Linked DNA regions of Anser cygnoides: region 2 is linked to region 1. Evidence: chromatin contacts called from public Hi-C data. All regions are on one chromosome and are shown on one strand. Each heading gives the region's core, a stretch centred on a gene start, on an enhancer-like site or on the middle of the called end of the contact. The rest is flanking DNA. Distances are from core to core; before and after follow the strand shown.

Region 1 (5,583 bases), core at 2,174-4,673:
CTTCCACCCATAAAAATCTGTTCAACACTTGCAATATACAAGGACTCTGGTTTGTCCTTGAGAGAAGGTCTTTATTTTCCAGAAATATCTTCTGTAAGTGCTGGGGAGAAAAGGAGAGCTCTTCTGTCTACAAATAGCGCTATGGAAAACGGTAAGAAATGGAGAAGACAGACAGGTGAGAGATGTTGCTCATTTCAGCACATGCCCTGTGGTTTTCATCCTTCAGTTTAACCACAGCCCTTTCTAAATCCCAGTCACGAGAAAAAAGCCCGCTTTCTCCCGCAGACACAATTAGCACAGATCCACACTGTACCGGCCAGGGCTGAACGAAGTCACACAGGCAACCACCACTCCATCTGCTTTTAGAGCACTGCACGTAATACAGTAACTCAGTTATTAAATAAATGCACACGTATGGAGTAAAATTATTCTTGGGCAATTCATAGAGCTCTACAAGAAAGACTTCAAAAACTTATCAAATTGTACACAAAAGTTTTTACTGGTTTGCATGTAGGAAAGCATTTCCTACCCCTACCCCATTCTGCCTCTGCATTTCAGCAGCTGGCACTGCAACTGAAGTGACGCTTCACCGAGGGATCTCCTTAAGCCAGGGCTAGGAAGCTCTTGCTCGCTGTTGGCAGCCAAAGGGGAGAGAGAGAAAACTGGTTAAAAGTTCCTTCAATTTCTAACGCCTTCATGAAATTATCCAGGCTCCCTCTGGTGGAGGATTTAGTGCAGCATTTAACAACGGAGAGTGCCGTTTGCTGTATGAGAACAGTTTTCAACCCCAATTTTTTCTTTTGTAAAATAAATCTGATTAGGATTTGACTCTTGTGATGCTTCAGTGACAGCAATCTAAGGCAAAGCTTTGTTTCCAGCCAAGAGCTCTAACACATGGAAAGAAGAGAAACCTCTGATAAAAAGGAGAAAATAGCACTTTTTTATTATTATTGTTTATAAATTAGTGTCTTTGTGCTCCAAAATTCTCAGGACAGTTCCCAGTCCTTACATCAGCTTTCTGGACCCCACCAAAACGACCACCTCTCTCCCTGATGTGTGAAGGGAACAGAGATCTCTCTCCGCAGGCCACACACGAGGTCCTTGACTCTACAAAATAGCAAACCCTTAGCTCCCATTTCCACTGTGGTATTTTATACATTAGGCACCAAGTCTCACATCCCTGAGACAATACCACTGTTATTTATTTGCACCACCATAAAACAATTCAAACAGGCCTATGCATCCTGCCGAGACGTATGTACACAGAAGTCAAGCAAACCATCCCCTTTCCTCTCCACTCCCTCCACCTCCAGAAGATGTCAATGTAACCGGTTATGCCCATCAAATAAAATAGGAAGGTTTTCAAGTGCTCAAGAGGGTCCCATTTGGTATTTCAGTAGCTACCACTAAACGCAAGGACACCATCAAAATACCCATTCTGCCCCCTCACATCGTAATTCTGTTTTCTTGTCTCCTGAATGTTACAAAGGTTATCAACGTTTGGCAGTCTGAAGCCTTGATTTAAAGTATACAGGGGGTTAGCACTTAAAACAAATAAAAAATAAAAAACTAAGCCCCCAGTTTGGGGTAGGAAAACCGCAACCTGGAGATGTCCCTTACTGCACAGGAAAACCAGCAGGAGCCCTTCTGAGGACGGAGCCAATTTTATTTCCGACAGCCTTTATTATGACTCACTAACTTCTTTCCTTAATAAGACTATGAATTGCATCCCAGCAAGCGTGTTTATAGCATGCCAGAGGATTCAAAAAATTATTCAATGGTTAAGAAACTGAACGCAGTTATGCAGAGGAAACCAGCCTACTTCTTAACTTGTCCTTATGCTTTTAGATAGGGAGGGCTGCAAGACTGTAGCCAGAAAGATTTACTTATTTTTTTTTTTTTTAGATACTATAGTGCAAGGACTTTTAACACACTCACAGTGCCTATCTCTGATGATGAATATTGCCCAAACTACAGTCTGACAGGGAGGCAGCTGAAGAGAAACCAAAATTCTGGGGACATTTAGGATTTACCTTGAGCAGAAAGGAGGCTCAAAGGTTGGAGGAAACACTCCCCATTGCTTCAAGCTCTCTGGGACAAGTACAGCGAAAGTTTTAGCAGAATCGACTGCTCGCCAGTTACACAACGGGTACAGGTGGGCGAGCGCGTTCAGTTCTGCAAGATGTCCTTAACAGAGCCCAAAGCCTCCGAAAGCAAATGTCACCGAGAGGAGGCTGCTGCCTCAGCAGTACTACCTGATTTTGTCCCCACAGCATTCCCTGAATGCCCCATAGCAGCCAGAACCACACAGGGAGCGGGAAGAGAGGTATTTAGAGCCCAGAACGACGGGCATGCTCTCAGACCCCCCTCAAACCTCCAGCTTACGGCGTGAGCCCCCCGGGATGGGCTGGCAGGGATGGGGACACCCCCTCCTCAAGCAGCCAGCTCCCCAAAACCCCACAGCACCCCCGGGGAAGGTCCAGGCACCCACATCCACGCCGGGATCTGCCCGCAGCCCCCCTTTCCCTGCAAAACCAGCCACCTCGGGGACCCACAGCGCACATTTCGGGGGGACAAGCAGCCCGCTCTCGCCTCCCCGCTACATAAACGGGAGACGGGGGGAGGTCGTAGGGGGGGGGGGTCCCGCCGGGTCGGCCACTCACCGATGCCCAGTCCCACCACCACTCGTCCCCCCAGCAGGGTCTCCTTGTCGCGGGCGGCCGCCAGCACGCCGGCCCCCGCCGTGAAGAGGCCGCTGGCCAGCAGGATGCAGGGCCGCCGGCCGCACAGCCCGTTGAGGACGCCGCCGGCCAGGGCGGAGAGAGCGGCGGCGCCCACCGTGCTGGAGACGAGCAGCTCCTGCCACAGGGCGTCCAGGTTGAGCTCCCGCTTGAGGAGCAGCAGGGCCCCCGACACCACGCCGGTGTCGTAGCCGAAAAGGAAGCCCCCCAGGGCGGAGAAGACCGACACCACGTAGACGAAGCCGGGGGTCTCGTCCTGCTGGAACTGCCGCCGAGCCGCCCGCTCCAGCTCGGCGCCCGACGCCGCGCTGTTGAGGCTGGAGCACGACTCGGCGGCGATCAGGCTCCGCTCGCCCGCCGCCGCCGAGCCGGCGGCCCCCTCCGCCTGCTGCCGCCGCCGCTTCTCGCCCATCAGGTTGCTCAGGCTCCGCAGCGTGTACTCCACATTGTCGCTGGCCTTGCGGGACATGGGACGGCCGCCGCGGGTCCCGCCCCGCCCGGGGGAGGGCAGCGGGGATGGGGAGGCGGGCGGGCGGCTGCCGGGCTGCGGCGGTGGCGGTGGCTGCTGCCGGCGGTGGCGGTGCTAGCCCTGCCCGCCCCTCCCGGGCCAGCGCTCAGCCGGGTCGCATAGCCACACTTGAGGGGAAGTTGCCGCCGCCGCCGCCGCTCCCAGCGCCCGGGCGGAGCTGGAGGCGGGGGCGGGCGGGGACAGCGGCCAGCGCGGCCCGGAGGGAGCCAGGGGCCGCCCCTCGCCGCTCCGCGCAGCCGCCCCGGGGCCGCGCCCGCGCACTGAGAGCCGCCATCGCGCCGCCCAGCGCCTCCCTCACGGCCGGCGGGAGCCGCTCCGCGGGGGAGAAGCCGCCCCGTGAGGGGCCCCCGTCCCGCCGCCCGGCCATTTTGTGCTCCCCGCGGCGGCTCGCCGCCCCGCTCCGAAGCGCCGGTCCTCCGGTGCCTCCGCCTCGCAGAGCCCCCCCCCGGGGGCGGCGGCAGCCCCCGCTGGAGAACCGCGGTTAAAATCAATAAACTCGGTCGTTTTATCGAGCAACATTCAGAGTTCGCACCTGTGGTTTTCTAAAGCGCCGAGTGGCCAAAGTGTGTGTGTGAGTGTGTGTGTGGGGGGGGGGGGGTCTAGGCCAATCTTTAGTGTCAAAGAGGAACAGGTTTGTTAGCATAAAAGAGGAAGAAAAAAAAATTGGGGATTTTTTCATGTTTATTGTCAAAATGAAAGCATAGCGTTTTGGTATCTTTAAGCGTTTTTTATTTGGGGTTCTCACCAGTGTAAAGATGAAGGTTTAAATCAGACGGAATACAGTGGAATAACGCATTTTTTTTCTATTATTTTTTCAGTGGTTTGGTAGGAAAACTGTGCCTCCTGGTGGAGAGTAGATGAAATATAAGTGCGTGTTTCCTTCGGAGGAAACGAGCATTTGCTGGCCAATATCCACGGCAGAGCCTCCTAGGCGTAACGCAAACCTTCCTGACAGAAGAAGTCATACCAGAATATCACCAGTTGTGCTTCATTCTTGAGGCCTGATCTAACAGCGTGTATTGAAATAAACACAGTTTTCCTACTGACTTAACTGTCTTCTGTAAAGGTCTTCATAACGAGCCCAGCCCATAGGTGGAAAGTTTTGGTAATTAACTGGATCGGCACTTCTCGGCCCACACCTTGTGAGCAGTACTAGTCACAGCCACATCAGCTACAAATTGAGAAGGGGAGCAAAGTCCTACAGGGCCTGCTGCACGCAACCTCGTCAGTGCTTTGCCTCTGCCTCAAAGCAAGCTGTGAAAGGCTGGTACTCTGCTCCGGGTAACACTGACTGAATACAACAGTGAGCTCTGGCTACTAAACACAAGATACTAACAGCTGTCTATGTAGTGAATCCAGTTAGCGACAGATGTGGCAGAGGATTTTAAAATATAATAGGTCAGCTTCCACGTTTGAGAAACCTAAGTAAGAATTAAATGTTAACATTCTGATGCTTTTAATCGAGATTTGGATAATATGGTGTAATTGGCACAGAGCGTTCCTCATTCCTTTACAGCCTGTTATGGCCCAGCCCAGCACTCAAGCAAGACCCAGACAAACCCATCCAAGCTGTAGCATCAGGAATAAAGCTGTGCTGCAAGAAACTGTCATTCCCTCAGGTCCGGGAGCTCTCCGGGAGCAGACTGGCTTGCGTTTCTAAAATGCCACCAGTGGAGAGATCTGCAATGTTCCAGAAACCTCCCGACTCACCCAAGAAGCACAGCGCTCACTACTTGTATGTGGAAAGCCCAACTATAAAATGTGGGACACAGTGCATTAAACAGAAAATATTCACACCAAATCCCTAGCCAGCTAGAAGGAATGCTCTCACAGCATATTGTCACAACAGCTGGCTGTCACAAAAACAACCTGTCTTTTTAACAGCCATCTCAGAAGCTGGAGGCATTCTGTATGTTATAGTCAATAGGGACTCAAGAGAGCTAACAAAAAGAGCTTTTTTTTTTCCATGGCTAGCCCAACACAATCAAAAATAGACATATTTCTCTTCAGATCATGCTGTCAAGCTTATCTCTTAAAAGTATTCCCTGAAGAAACACAACAAAGAAGTTCAGCTGCAGGATACACTACACTGAAGAGTGACTGCATGAGAAAGAGGGAGGATTTGTTTGTTTTGTGTGTAGATTTTCATTACTGTGATCATCTCTCCATAGCACCTGGATTTCATGATAACAGCTGCCTTATAAATGATTTCACAGTAATGCAGAATGTCGTAGGTGTGATTAGTAATCTAAGACTTGGGGGTCAGATCCAAAAGGATTTGTGTGGATGTTAGGCATGCTATTCTTTCAGGAG
Region 2 (5,583 bases), core at 1,009-3,508, 310 kb before region 1:
CTACTTCCTGTGCTCCTCTCCACCCTCTAGCCATCCCATCTTGGGATATACAAGGTGAGAACATGCTCCCTGCTCCAAGAAATAGACTGTAAAAAAAAAAGGTGGGGGGGGAAAAAAACAAAGAAAAAAATGCCTTTCATTCCAGCCTAATGTTTTAGTTATTCGCCTGGTAAGGGGAGGAACCAGGATCACACACTCACTCTTATTTCACATGAGACAAGAACAGTTTGGAGGGGTCAGAACCAGAATTCCAGCTGTAGATCCTAGCTTAAAGGCACCAATATGCCCTAAGTTCTCAATAGACAGGGGAAAACACATATATAGGAGGTGACTGGATCATCCCCAGCAGGCTTTAGAGGAACGTGCTTCTCTTTGTTGTACGTGGAAGCTTAGGTGGTTGTGTTAGGAGTGCACTGTCTTCAGGGCAATGGAGAAATATCTGCATTAGACAGACTGGATCTGATCTTCGCCTTCTGTAATTTCAGATCAAGAAAAACAAATTACTTCTTGAAACCCTTTGTGAGGCAAGTGATTATATTCACCTTACACACTGGGAAACTAAACTAAAAAGAGTAACTAGCCTGAGGACACGGGATAGACTCAGTATGTAAGACAGGACTAGATTTCTGCAATTCTCTCTCAGATCTCCTGTGTACCATTGCATCACCTCCCCAGACTTGTGGAGTTTAGTCCTAAAGATATGAATATGCTAGATTAAGAAAATAATAGTAATTCTGAGATCAGGACTACTTGTGCTTTCAGTTTAGAATCTGACTCCTTTTCTAAGCCTCAGACAACTGCTTCTGCTAGCTTTCTTAAAAACTGAGCAACTCAAACTCCACTTTCCTATCTGCATTTTGTAGTGGACTCATTTTTAAACACCATTCTACTCCTTTTATTTTTCCACTTCTTTAAAATGCCTCCCTGAAATCTAGAGAGTGCTCCATATTTTAACTTGAATAACTCAAGAAGCATTAATGCTTAAATGCTGCTTCAAAACTGTTACAGAATTGTATTTGTATTCTAACCTGAATTATATTCTAACCTGAATCACTACCAGCAAATCTTTTTAAGTATTTGCAAAAGAGAATGGCTAATGTGGACTGTAGTACCTAGGGTGGAATTTGAAAAGCTATGGAAAAGTCTAGCAGGAATCTAATAATCTGATTTCCCTGAGGAAAAAATGCATATTTATTAAAATTTAGCTTTCCCACAGTTTGTTTGCTAAAGCATGGATATGAAATTATTTAAGTTGTGTTACAATGTGCAACTCTTCCTTAACAGCAAATTACTAATTTTTACCTGTCTTGTCATGTATATTACATGAATAAAAATGAGGGGTGGGAGAAAAAAAATGAACATCCGTCAGGAACAGAAATAATATATCTTCATAACCTTGTAAATGATCTGGAACTGCATTTGCTGTCTGCATTTTACAGTAAGCTGTAATTTCTCTTGAAGTACAGAAGAGGGAGCAGTTGAGCTACCAGACAAAAAATGTTTTGAGTCAAATTAAAATAATATTTCAGTAAAAGTGTAATTTTAGAAGCAGCTTGAAAAGTGACTATTAGCTGGTGTATTTGATATAAAATTAGTCAAGAAATGCTATTTGTAAAGTTATTTCCAGAAACAGCTTGGAAGTCATGCACTCGGTTTCTCCTGATTTTTCCCTATTATTGGGTTTCTTCCTCCGTTAAACACTTTTGAAAATCCTAGCCTTTATTTTACCCATTTTTTATATCTCTGTGCTGCAATACTGCAGACTGTTACTGAAGTTATATCTCTGAAGAACAGAGCAGTGATTTAAGAAATCTCCACTTCTCCCTATTCTTTTGTGAAATGCCCAGAATACTTCCTGCCCCCCTGAGGACAGCAGTCAGCCATATCAGATTAAATAGAGCAATAAATGTACTAGCTTGCTAAAACATACTTAACTACGGTCCCTTTTGTCTTTCTACATGTTCATGTTGCATGTTTGCTTAGAGCTTCCAGAGCCTAAGCCTCTCTTCCTCGTCTTTATGCAGTACATAGACAGAGAAGGGTCGTACAAACAGTTCTGGTGACACAGTTGTTTGATTTTACTCGTCTCTAACTCACCACCAGATAACTGGACATATCCACAATATCCTGAAATAGACAACCTTTATGAAAAGACGGCAGTGTATGTGCTAAGCTGCCTTGCTCAACAACAAAGGGTACTTTGTGCAAGGAGAACTGGCTGCATGAAGCTCCTGCTCATGGTGATCAGAGCAGACAGTGAGCCTGTGCCCACAAGGGCAGCAGTCGGAGCTAGACAATCTAATTTGCAAATGTGGTTTGGGCTCCCTAGCTAATAGATGGCAACACATGCTGACGCAAGCCAGCAGACATCCAGGGAGAGACATCAGCCAACAATAAAGCTTTCCTGAGAGGTAAGGCTGACATCAAAGTCAGCATGAATGCCTCTGCAGAAACGTCTCTCTGCTTTTAGGCCTTCATCTGGCTCTTACAAGGCACAGCTTCAGCAGCAGCCAGCATCTATGAGGACTTCACAATATGAAATGCAATTATAAATATAAATAGTAAGGGCACAGTATCGTTAATCCCCAAGCCTTAGCCCTGTGGATGCAATGCAGTCACCTCCATGGTAACCAACACAAACCGTGGCAAAGGGCTTGAATGAAGAAATATAACTGGATGATACCTGTAACTGGATGGTGAGTAAATAATGGGATAACTGCACGCAGATAACCACAATGCTACCTCTTGGGGAGGGAAAAGGCATGAGAAAAGGGACTGAAGGGAAATTAGTGACAAAAAAAAATCAAACAGAGAACACAAAATTTGAGAAGTTAAAATAGCAATAGTCTGACGAAGTTCTCCAGGGAGAATTCTGGTGTTTTTTGTTTGTTTTGTTTTGTTTGTTTGTTTTTACAGTTGTATTTAAAGATAGACGAAGTCAAAGTCACCTCCTCTGTTACTATACTGGCAACACATCAAAAGCCAGTATTGTTTAACAATTCAGGTTAAAAAAAAGCAACAAAAACATCTGCTTGAAGCAGAAAGCCACCATGGCTTTAAACTATGCTGTAATTCATAAGGCTATGACACAATAACAGATTTAACATTTATGGTACCTATAATCTAAAGAGGAAGGACTTGTCCTTTACTTAGAAGTTATCATTTCCAGGTAACTCAAAGCCCCATGTCTAGTAAAGCTACAACAGCATTGAAAAGAATGATGCAAAAAGCCTCTTTAATATCTTTTCCTTGCGTTGCCAGCATTTCCAATCATAACAGTCATTTCCAATCATAACAGTCATTTAGTTTTGGAACCTCCCACCAACAAACAATAATAAAGATAACAACTCTCTTTAAGGGCTATTTTACTTTCTGAAGATCATGTACTCATTCACTTCCATTCACAATGAAACATGCAAAATATTCCCGTACCTGTTTCCCCCAAGGGAGTCTTGAAGTAGCCTTGTAAGCTTTGAATCTCTGTATGGTACATGAGTTGCCTTCTTACTTTTATCTCCCAACGCACTTATTACATTGCCAAGAGCTAGCTGTAAAACACAAGTTCACATTACATGCAAGTTAGAATGAATTCCTGGGTAGCTTTATTTTAAAAATCAGTCACAAACTCCAGCCTGTGCATTGGGAGGGTGGGGCGTAGAAATCACATGACAGTTAACATACTAAAAAAAGTATTTCTTTATGTTTTTACATTGGAAATGATTTGATTTACTGTTAGCATGGAAATTTATAAATGTTTATTGTACAGTCTGGTATCTTCAGGAACAAAGAGCTTAACACAGTTGTGTGCACTTTCTATTGATATCTCACATCATTCACAAACTAAGTTAGAACTACTTCATGTAACGAACACTTTGTTTCAGTGATTATTAAAGCTTGTCTATGCCTCTAATGGTAGCCACATTATCTTTAAAATTGATCTTTATCAGGCTGCTTTACGCTAAATTTAGAATAATATATGGAGTATTGATATGAAAAAACAGATTTTACTACCACTATGGATATAAAATAAATTGCATCTGGCGAGGATTTAAGCATTTAAGGTTTGAAATTATGTAGTCCATAGCCACTGCATTGCTAAAAAGTGGCTTGTTTCATGTTTATAAACAGCTAAATATTTGGCTATAAACTTATTTTTAGATGTATAACTAACTACATGTACAGGATTATTCACTTGCCAAATTAAAACACATTCCTCTAGATGGCGCCCTGTACAATCAATTTTTAACACAGTCTTGAAAATGGCTTTACTGCACCCAGCAATTGCAGAACTGCATACAGACCATGTGCTAAGAGTGCTTTAAAGTTTAATTCATCTTCATCTGTGTTTCCCAAAGTTAATGGCTGGAATTCACTGTAAATGTTTTGTGAACATATAAAATATTACTTTTACTATGCTTGTTTTCGCCTTTGGGCATTCTGTAACCCATTTTTGTTAAAGATGCATTTGTTCCATTAAAACTCCAAACTTCTATTGGCTTTGTGCCTATATCAATGATGAAATTGAAGTGAATGCTCTTCCGTTGGCTACAAAATATAACCACTGCCCTGACTGTAAGAGAATCATTAAAAGTTCCAGTGTGCAGAATACATCTGATACTATACACTAGAACCAGGAAAAAAAAAAGCTATTTAAAGGTATGATTTCAAACAAAATGAACTTGTGTTATTGGGTCTTTAAAAGAAGAATTGCAGAGCCTACACACAGCCAAGCAGCTCAAAACAAAAGATATGAAACCACAATCTTCACTGATAATCACCAGCACTACTTTTCAGTGTACTCATAATTAAATAAAGCATTTAATAGCTAATTACAAAAATGCATAAAGAGCCAGTACTCAGATAAAAAATATGAAGTGATGCTATCAACTTAAAAATTTTATTTCTACTTAGAAATGTTTTGTCTAGGGTTGTTTTATACTACATTTCATAACTGTAATATAGAGTCAGCACTTATTCATCAGTTAAACTTGTTCATTGTCCATGTTTTATGTGCCTGTACTCCCTGAAAACTGCTTGCAATTTTCTCCACTTGTTTGGTTCTTGATGGAATAAAAAATAAATAAATAAATAAAAATGAAAAGTAAAAGGAACTTTACCAGATCTTTTAAGAGTTGATGTAACTAACTAGATTTCACAACAGTTATAAGTAGTATTACTTGCTAGTTAGAGCCTAATGCAAGTTGGAAAATGTTAGCAAGCCACAACCTGGTAGGAATCAATATATACTGCATACTGTTACATCTTATACTTCAGGCCCCATTCTGCACATGATCTGTTTCGACTTTAGGGATTAATTTAAAGGAAGTGATCCAGAAAGGAAGAGCAGATGGTACTGACGGCCCATGGAAACAAGTTTTGTAATCTTACTAGTCCACAGTTGATGGAAATGCCTTCTTTTGCCCTTTCTCCTGTAGCTCCTGTTCGCTTTAACCTTTCAGATCCCGCTAGATCAACGAAATGGAACTTGGCAGTAAGAGTTTCAAACTCATTCATCTGAGAAGATTCAGATATTATCCTGTTATCGGTGGCATTATCCTGAAATAAAGGAGAATCCATAAAGCT

The links. A called contact is a pair of places that touch in the nucleus more often than the background predicts.
Region 2: a contact with region 1 is called in a Hi-C map of liver, with 1.7 times the contacts expected there. The contact joins the enhancer-like site here to the promoter of SLC2A13 in region 1. A contact is called at or near these places in 3 of 7 Hi-C or Micro-C datasets (granulosa cells and liver).

The regions. Positions count from the first base shown.
Region 1 is chr1:16,015,806-16,021,388 of Taihu_goose_T2T_genome, reverse strand. It overlaps SLC2A13 (solute carrier family 2 member 13), which reads right to left and starts at 3,423. Exons shown (of 10, transcript XM_048068473.2): 1 at 2,664-3,423. The coding sequence starts at 3,210.
Region 2 is chr1:16,320,811-16,326,393 of Taihu_goose_T2T_genome, reverse strand. KIF21A (kinesin family member 21A) reads right to left here. Exons shown (of 34, transcript XM_066989881.1): 6 at 5,389-5,556; 7 at 3,433-3,548. Among named protein-coding and RNA genes, the nearest start is that of KIF21A, 41 kb to the right of the region's middle. Within about 2 kb of position 2,258, at least 1 of the 3 cell types and tissues checked has open chromatin away from gene starts, as enhancers often do. A contact at or near this core is called in liver, where this site is marked.